Linked DNA regions of Sus scrofa: all the other regions are linked to region 1. A link is a contact called in public HiChIP or PLAC-seq data. All regions are on one chromosome and are shown on one strand. Each heading gives the region's core, a stretch centred on a gene start, on an enhancer-like site or on the middle of the called end of the contact. The rest is flanking DNA. Distances are from core to core; before and after follow the strand shown. Region 1 has its middle 130 kb from the start of SCARB1. Region 2 overlaps NCOR2 (nuclear receptor corepressor 2). Region 3 overlaps NCOR2 (nuclear receptor corepressor 2).

Region 1 (2,760 bases), core at 95-2,594:
TGTAGAAACAAAGACATCTTGAATTCAGCTTTCGTTGGAGGAAATCCCAGCAGGGCCTTGGCCTTGATGTTCAGAGTGACTCTGCTCCTGCCCCTGGAGGTCCAGCCATAGACAGACCTTCACTGAGGTCTGGCTCTATTCCCATGTCTCTGAATACCTCAAGCAAATCACTTAAGCTTTGAGACTCAGTTTCTCCAACTGTAAAATGGGACACCATGCACCAGTATGACTGGGGGTGCTTAGCTAACATAGATCTGGCACATAGAGATGTTGCTCAAAAGATCAAAGCAGGAGTTCCCGTTGTGGCACAGTGGAAACGAATCCAACTAGGAACCATGAGGTTGCAGGTTCAATCCATGGCCTCGCTCAGTGGGTTAAGGATCCGGTGTTGCTGTGGCTGTGGCGTAGGCCAGCGGCTACAGCTCTGATTGGACCCCTAGCCTGGGAACCTCCATATGCCATGGTGCGGCCATAGAAAAGACAAAAAGACCAAAAAAAACAAACAAAAAAATCATCAAAGCAACTGCTCCTAATTTTTTTTATTTGTCCTTGACTGTGGCATGCAGAAGTTCCCAGGCCAGGGATCGAATCCTGGCGCCAACAGTGACAATGCCAGATCTTAACCCACTGAGCCGCCCAGGGAACACAGCAACTACTCCTAATTTCTAAGGCCAAGAAGAGGTGTCTGAAAAAGGAAAGTGACTAATAGACAGCAAAGGTCAGCTCTTGGTGGGCGTGTCAAGATCCCCCCTTCCCTTTTGGATGAATCAACTTGAACATGGCAATAATAGCCAGCCTTGGTTCTGAATGACCGCAGATGCACAAAATTGGGTTAACCATCGTCTCCTGACTCACTCCCTTTGTTGGTGGGTACCTGGCCGGGTTTTTTTGTTTTTGTTTTCTTTTTCACCGTCTAGGGATCTAATCCGAGCCATAACTATTGATCCACTGCGCCACAGCAGGAACTCCCACCTGGCATGTTTTTTATTTTATAGTTTTGTCTAGCTCTTCACCACTTTCTGTACCTTTGAACTTATTGTTCTGTAATACAATGGACACTCATGTGACACTGTTCCCAGGGCAGGGACAAGACTGTGCCTCATGCAGTTCCCCATGGGTCCCCTCTCCCCAGCCATGTAAGCACCTTTCCTTGATCTCATGAGCAACTATTTTGTCCTCACTTCAGGCCAGGCACAGCACCCAGAATTTACGTTTGTCATTTCCTTGCTTCTTCTTTTTTTTGTTTTGTTTTGTTTCGGTTTTGGCTGCCCACCCCTCCCCCCACCCCCCAGTATACAAACGTTCCTGGGCTAGGGATTGACTCCATGCCCCAGCAGTGACAACACCAGGTCCTGAATTCCCATTCCCTTGCTTCTTTGCATGAAGATTACTGGGGGCATCTGTTTATGTGTGTGTCCACACTTGTGCTTCTCAGGCTTCAGTGGGCTCAGAATCACCAGGACAGCTGTGAAGATAGATTCCAGGCCCCAGCCCCAGAGTGTCTGATTCTGCAGGTCCGGAGCAAGGTCCAAGAATTGGCATTTCTAACACCTTTCGTGGGGACAGTGCCGCCACTGTTACTGGGGACCATACCTTAAGAAGCGGGGCACTGAAGATTATAGTATGGAGTTCGAGTTGTTTGCGAGCATCATAACAAGGGTGTCATGTTATGCGTAGTCTTCTGGGCTAGGTGTTTTCATTCAACCCCAGTGATTTCCTAAGCGTGAATTTGCCTCCGGCGGATGTCTGGAGACATTTCAGCTTGTCATGACTGGTTGGGTGTGGTACGTGACTGGCATCTAGTGGGTAGGCTCCAGGGACGCTGCTCACCATCTTGCGTGCCCAGGAAGCTCCCTGCAACAGAGTGACCCGTGTTCTCAACATCAACAGTCCCAGGAGAAATGGAAACATTTGTTCACGCAAACATCCACACAACGCAAACATCCACACATGCAAACATGTGTATATACTTTAGTTACGAAAAAAGAAAGAAAGAAACAGGAAGCTCCTGCTGTGGTGCAGTGGGTTAAGGATCCAGTGTTGCTGCAGCCATGGCACAGGTCACAGCTGCCGTCTGGATTCAATGCCTGGCCAGGGAACTTCCACATGCTTCGGGTAAGGCCAAAAAAACCAAATGGGAAACAACCCAAATGTCCATTGATGGATGAATAAACAGTATGTGGTCCTTTCAATGATGGAATAGGATTCAGCCATAAAGAGGAATGACATGATGCAACAGGCTACAGTGTGGATGAACCTTGAAAATCTAATGGTGAACAAGAGAACCCAGACATGAAAGGTCCCACGTTGTGTGATGCCATGGATGTGAAATGCCCAGAAAGGGCAAATCCATGGAGACAATAAGTAGATTGGTGGTTGCCAGAGGCAGGGGAGGAAGTAATGGGGTGACCGCTGATGGGTAGGGGATTGCCCTTCAGGGACGATGCAAATGTTCTAAAATTGATCAGGGTGATAAGGACACAGCTCTGTGAATAGACTAAGATCCATTGAATTGCATGATTTAAGAAGGTGAATTACATCGTATGTGAATTCTCAGCAAAACTGAGATTAAAAAAATTAAAATGAGGAGTTCCTGCCGCAGTGCAGGGGGTTAAGGATCTGGCATTGCCACAGCTGCAGTGTAAGTCATAGCTGCAGCTCAGATTCAATCCCTGGCCTGGGAACTCCATATGCCTTGGGGCAGCCAAAAAAAATTTGAAATTAAAATGAGAAAAAATTAAAATTAAAAAAGTGTCAGTT
Region 2 (3,130 bases), core at 435-2,934, 220 kb before region 1:
TCCAATCCAACTCCATCACTACATAGCTGTGTGACCTTGGACACCGTACTGACCTCTCTGGGCTTTACATCTGTAAAAGTCTCTTCTTAGGGTCACCGGAAAGATGATTCATTGGGAAAAAAGCTACGAAAAGCTCAACACCCAGAGATGAGCCCCCCCAAAGGAAAGCTGTGTTTCTTCCTCCCCCGTGCTGCTCCAAATACTGGGGGAGGAAGAGGGGCGAAATAACAGCAAGGATGGTGATGCTAGTTCTGGCCGAGGTAGTTACCAGGACCATCCCCACCTTGCAGACAACAAACTGAGGCTGTGTGAGTAAGCTGACCAGATGGCAGAGTGAGTCCCTAACGAGGAAGTTGGACAGGCCCAGGGAGACCCACATCTGAGCAGAGAAAGCAGAGGGTGCTCCCCAGGGATGAGCCGGCCCCCACACAGTCTGGAGAAAAGGAGAAGAAGGCTGCCCTTCCTGGGCCTGAGACCTCAGCTGCAGGACCCCTCACTCAACACCTTCTTATTACAGACAGGCCAAAAGAGGGTCAGCAGGGGTTCCCATCGTGGCTCAGTGAGGTAAGAACCCAACTAGTATCTATGAGGATGTGGGTTCCATCCCTGGCCTCACTCAGTCGGTTAAGGATCTAGTGTTGCCACAAGCTGTGGTGTAGGTCACAGATGCGGCTCTTATCCCTCGCTGCTTTGGCTGTGGCATCGGCTGGCAGCTGCCGCTCCAATTGGACCCCCAGCCTGGGAACTTCCATATGCCGTGAGTGCAGCCCTAAAAAGACAAAAAAACAAAACAAAACAAAAAACAGAGAAGGTCAGCAGGCTGGTGCTGCGTGCCCGAACTCCGCCCTCTTCAGCTGGATCGCTCAGCCCATGTGGTCCCGGCGTCTGGAGAGGTGGGCACAGTGGCCATGCAGAGAAGGGTTCCAGCTCCACCAGAATGATCAGGTCCCGGAACAGAAATGCCTCTGCAGCCTGGCTGGGGGGTCATGGATGAGAGACCACCAAACACCACATCCTGCATCAAACCCTCCAGAGAAAAACACGCTCGCTGCACCTGCACCACCTATGAACCTCCCTAAAAGGATTCCCAGAGGACCACCACTCCCCTACCCCCCACTGATTCTGCTTCAAGAGCACCAACCACCCCCAGGGTCACCAGACCCACTCCCTCACTAGCTGGCAGGTTCTACTTCATCCAGTCAACATTTATCAAGGGAAGAGTCCGATTTCCCTCCCCAGACATGCTTGTCCCCACTCCACAGACCAGGAAACTGAGGCTCAGAGAGGTGGGCTGACTTGCCCAAGGTCAAAAAGCCAGAAAGCAGCCAGGCTTCATTCTGATCCCCCCCCCCGAAACCGCCAGCACAGGCGCCCCCTCCCAGAGCAAGCGGAAGGGATGCAGCACTGGTTGGTCGGAGCCGCCACGGAGGCCCGTTTCTGTTTCCAATTTAATTGGTACATGTGTGTCCACTGGGCTGTGGCCAGCTCAGCCGCCCAACCCTGCTCCCCTGCCAGGGCGAGATCTGCTCAAAATCACTTCCTCCTCGACTCTTTGTTTTTTTTTTCCCCTTTTTAATTTTAAAGGGAAGAGAGAGAGAGAGAGAGAAACCAGTCCTGACAACCGCTCCTGGTACGCCAGGTCACAGGGTTCCGCATGAGAACCCTGGCCATGCAATGCGCCCTCCCTCTTGGGTATTTCACAAACACAACGCCGGATTTTTCCTGGCTCTTCCTCATTAAGTCCTGGGCGCCCCGGGAGGGACGTGGTTTCCATTAGACCCAGCTCCTCCATCTGGCCTTCCAAACGGCAATTTTCTCTGCGGAGGGAAGGCGGGGTGGGGGGGACCTGGAGAAAAAGCTGGTGGCTGGGAGGCAGGGGGTGGGGCACTAGCACCAGCTGTGTGACCTGGGCAAACCGATTAACCCCCTGCCTGGGGCTGGGATAGGCGGGCACTATGCAGTGGGCCACAGGGACACAGACACAGAGGCGGGGCCAGGTGCAGGGCGTGAGGAGCTCAGCATCCTGCCCCTTGGAAAAGGCACAGTAACCCGATTGCTAACCCAAGGGAATGCTGGGATTCTAAAGGATGAGGGGCTCAGAGTCCACTTTGCTGCCTGTGTGGGAATGAACCAACCCCAGAAGAAAGAGCAGGCCACAGGATGCAGCTTGACATTCCGCTCAGTGAAACAAGCCAGACACAACAGGACAAACACCATCGATTCCATCCATACGGGGTGCCCCAAGCGATCAGAGTCACAGAGAATAGAAGGGGGGGTGGCCGGTGCTGGAGGAGGGAGAGTTAGTGTTAAATGGGCACAGAGTTTGTTTTTCAAGATGAAAAAGCTCTGGAGATGGTGGTGATGCTTGCAGGACAATGTGAATACACTAAACACTGCTGAGCTGTACAATTCAAATGGGGTGAGATGGTCAGCTTTTTGTTATGTGTACTGTAGCACAGTTTAAAAAAATTTTTTTTAGTTTTTTTTTTTTTCTGCGTTTTAGGGCTGCACCTGCAGCATATGGAAGTTCCCAGACTAAGGGGTTGAATCAGAGCTGCAGCTGCCAGCCTACGTCACAACAATGCAGGATCCAAGCTGCGTCTATGATGTACACTGCAGCTCACAGCAATGCTGGATCCTTAAGTTGCTGATCAAGGCCAGGAATCAAACCTGCATCCTCATGAATACTAGTTGGGTTTGTAACCCACTGAGCTACAACAGGAATTCCAAAAGCTTTTTTTTTTTTAATACACATACACACACACACACACACACACACACACACACACACACACACACACACACCTGCACGTGCACGCACCTCCTCCAGGGAGACCACCCTGATTGCTAGATAACAGCACCCAGCTGCTCTATGGTGGTTCCCACTCTCCCACCATGAAAAGAGATAATGTTGCCAAGGGTGCTGCCAGGGGTCCTAGTATGCAGTAGCCCCTCACAGCCCAGGGCTGAGTGGGACCACAATCAAGGGCTGGTCTCGGCCTATCTCCCTTTAGGACCCAATGGCCCTGGGGCATGCATGGACCTGCAGACCAGCGCCTCATAGCTCTGCTCCCTCAGAAGTGCCTCATGATCTCCCCACTGACCAAGCGCCTCCAATCAGATAGCCTGG
Region 3 (3,005 bases), core at 159-2,658, 250 kb before region 1:
CCCAGCTCCCACCTGGACTCTGAGCACTGATCCAGCAGCCAGGGTCAGACCCCATATCAGGGATAGCGGGGAAATATGACCAGGAGCCCAGAGCAGGAGAGGACCAAAGGGGCCAAGGCAGGGAGGAGAGGTCCTCCTTCTGTCACACTTCACTGTGTGACCTCACACAAGGAACAATCCTTCTCTGGGCCTCAGTTTCCTCATCTATGAAATAAGGGAGAATACGCAGGCCATGAATACAGGCCTTGAGCATATTTGGAAAGAGTCAACTGTCAATCACTGAAGGTGAGTCCTTAGTGGCTTTATGGGAAGATGGGTAACTCACCATCTCACAGGACACCAGATTCCACTTTAGGGCAGCTCAAGCCTTATTAGTTTAACCCCTGGGAGACACTCTGCTCTTGGTACCCTAAGCCCCTCCCCTAAGACCAAGCCTCCTCCAGACACCACGCAGCTGGCCTCCACAGATCCCTAGAAGCCCCGGTAGTCTGCTACAGAACCTGTGTTCTACCACCCCAAAGGCCCCTTCCAGGGCTAAATGTAAGCAGAGGCCGGTGTTGATGAATCAGGCTCTGGGACTGATGGCCTACAGGTTCAAATCCCAGGTCCGCCACTTCTCAGCTGTGTGACTTCAGACAAGTCACTTTATCTCTCTGGGCCTCAGTTTCTCCCTGTGTTCAATGGAAACAATCACTGTGCCTACCCTCTGAGGACTGCTACGTAAAAAACCTGGCCCATCACCTGAAAAGGAGAAGCTATTCAACTAATGTTTGCTGTTATGATGAATAATATTACTATTGTCTACTGCATTACAGGAATTCTTCTACATGAGTCCCTAAGCTATTGCCATCCTTCCACAGATCAACTGGCCCCTAAAGCTCTCCTATGACCTAATGCCTGCATTTCTATTTGTATCTCACAGGCAACATCCACACCAGTCTGTGTGTCTCAGCAGAACGGAACACAGCCACACCAAGATGGGTCTCCACTAGCCGCCCCTCCTCCTCCCACTCACAAACCCAAGTCTGATGAGGGGTTGGAGATTGTTCGCAGAGGTCCCCATTTCACAGATGGAAACACTGAGGCTGGGGGTGGAGAGAGCCAGACGCTTCACAGGGACACCTGCATCCCGCCTGGCAGCCAGCACACAGCAAGCAGAAGGTGGGGTGGGGGCTCCAGGGGGCGGAGTGGGGCATACCCGGTTCTCGTCGTAGATGATCTGCACCAGGCTGCGATGCTTCGACTCAATGGGCGGCGGTGACACAGGCTTCTCAGGCTCGGGTGGCTTGGCGGCCTCCTCCTCCAGCTGTTGCTGTGGGAAGCGGGGAGAGCATAGCGGTGAGCACGCCGGCGGGCGGAAGAGAGGCAGCACCCCCATGGCGGAGGGGCGGCCCCCATGCAGCCGGGCTGGTGGCCCCGCACAGGAAGTCAGGCTGCTAACCATTTCCTCTGAGTCACCCGCAGGGACTCCGAGCCCTGGAGGGCCTCTCTCAGCTCCCACGGGGAAGGGCCTGACCAGGGTCAACTCCAGACTCACAACCAGCCTTCCTGGGTTCAAGCCCAGCTTTGGTGAGCATAAGTAAACAGCTTAAGCCCACTGTGCCTCAGCTTCCTCATCTGTAAAGTGGGCTCATTAACCCTGATGAGTTAATGCATGCATAGTGCAGACTGGGGACGCGCTAAAGACCAGCCACTAGCCATCATTACCACCACAAGTGCCGTCATCCTCAGGAGAGGCTGGAAACTCTGGGGCCAAACTGTCCAGACTGGAACCCTATTTCCCTATTTCTACTACTTACTTGCTATGTAACCCTGAGAAGCTGCTAAACTTCACTTTTCTCATTTGGAAAATGGGGATAATTAAAGTTTCTATCCTAGAGTTGATATGAGGATGAAATGAGCAGATGCATGCAAAGCACTAAACACCTAACAACCAGCTTCTCATCATCGTCATTATCATCGTCATCTGCCTGTGGTCCTCACGCTGGACCCTCCTCCTCCAAACACCATTAAGGACCTCCCTTCAAGCTACTGTCTGCTTTCTAGCAAAAAGAGAAAGCAAAGACCAGAGAGCGTAAGACACTGGCCCAAGGTCACACAGGAGGCCAAGGCCCAGGGGTACAATCTGACAGGGCGTTTTGGGTGAGATGAGAACACTGTTCTTTGCACAGAAGGCTCACACATTGCGCCCATGACAATTATGGAGCAAAAAGATAAAATAAAACCATTTTTTTAAATGACCATTATAAACTCAAAAAAAGGTGGCCACGAGGAGGGAAACACAGAAAGAGCCAGAAAATCCAGTTTTGGCTGCTGCGGGCACAAAGGCCTGGCTGGTTGAGCTGAGCTGCCTCAATGCCACAGTGACCCCTGATGGTGGCTTTTAGAAGGGCAGTTCGCATGGGGCAAAACAACTAAATCCCTCCAAAAAGGGCAAAACAAATTAAGCAAAGAAATGGAAGGAGTACCCAGCCAGAAAGGGAGGACAGAAAGGCGATTCCAACCAGTGGGTGAAGGTGGCCCTCCCTGAGGCACTAAAAGTGCAACACAAGTTACCACAGGACCCAGCAATTCCATTCCTCCTACAGACCCAAAGGATTGAGAACAGATGCTCAGACAAAAGCACACAGCAGCACTACTCCCGACTGTCAAAAGAAGGAGACACACCAGACGTTCACCAACTGATGAATGGATAAACAAATGTGGTCGATCCATCCATATAGTGGAATATTATTCGGCAATAAACAGACTGAAGCCGATAGAGGCTGCAACGGGGGTGAACGCCGATGCTGAGTGAAAGCTGCTGGACACAGCAGACCATGTGTTTTATGATCCCATTTATAGGAAATGTCCAGACAAATCCATAGAGACAGTAAGCAGGTTGGGGTTGGGGGGTTACTGCTGATGTGTATGGGGTCTCCTTTTTTGGTTGATGGAAATGTCCTAGAACTAGATAGAAGGGGGTAGCTGCACCATGCCATGAATGTACTAAATGCCGCTGCATT

Evidence for each region. HiChIP or PLAC-seq counts read pairs in DNA pulled down with a chosen protein or histone mark.
Region 2: an H3K27ac HiChIP or PLAC-seq map of alveolar macrophages shows a contact between it and region 1. The contact joins two enhancer-like sites. A contact is called at or near these places in 1 of 47 Hi-C or Micro-C datasets (skeletal muscle) and 2 of 2 datasets of contacts at active chromatin or transcription factors (alveolar macrophages and skeletal muscle).
Region 3: an H3K27ac HiChIP or PLAC-seq map of alveolar macrophages shows a contact between it and region 1. The contact joins two enhancer-like sites. A contact is called at or near these places in 2 of 2 datasets of contacts at active chromatin or transcription factors (alveolar macrophages and skeletal muscle).

The regions. Positions count from the first base shown.
Region 1 is chr14:28,426,610-28,429,369 of Sscrofa11.1, reverse strand. No RefSeq gene overlaps it. Among named protein-coding and RNA genes, the nearest start is that of SCARB1, 130 kb to the right of the region's middle. Within about 2 kb of position 1,344, at least 5 of the 83 cell types and tissues checked have an H3K27ac peak or open chromatin away from gene starts, as enhancers often do. A contact at or near this core is called in alveolar macrophages, where this site is marked.
Region 2 is chr14:28,650,880-28,654,009 of Sscrofa11.1, reverse strand. The region is part of intron 2 of NCOR2 (nuclear receptor corepressor 2); the gene reads right to left. Among named protein-coding and RNA genes, the nearest start is that of NCOR2, 9.7 kb to the right of the region's middle. Within about 2 kb of position 1,684, at least 27 of the 83 cell types and tissues checked have an H3K27ac peak or open chromatin away from gene starts, as enhancers often do. A contact at or near this core is called in alveolar macrophages, where this site is marked.
Region 3 is chr14:28,680,779-28,683,783 of Sscrofa11.1, reverse strand. NCOR2 (nuclear receptor corepressor 2) reads right to left here. Exons shown (of 49, transcript NM_001044576.1): 7 at 1,199-1,312. Among named protein-coding and RNA genes, the nearest start is that of NCOR2, 40 kb to the right of the region's middle. Within about 2 kb of position 1,408, at least 9 of the 83 cell types and tissues checked have an H3K27ac peak or open chromatin away from gene starts, as enhancers often do. A contact at or near this core is called in alveolar macrophages, where this site is marked.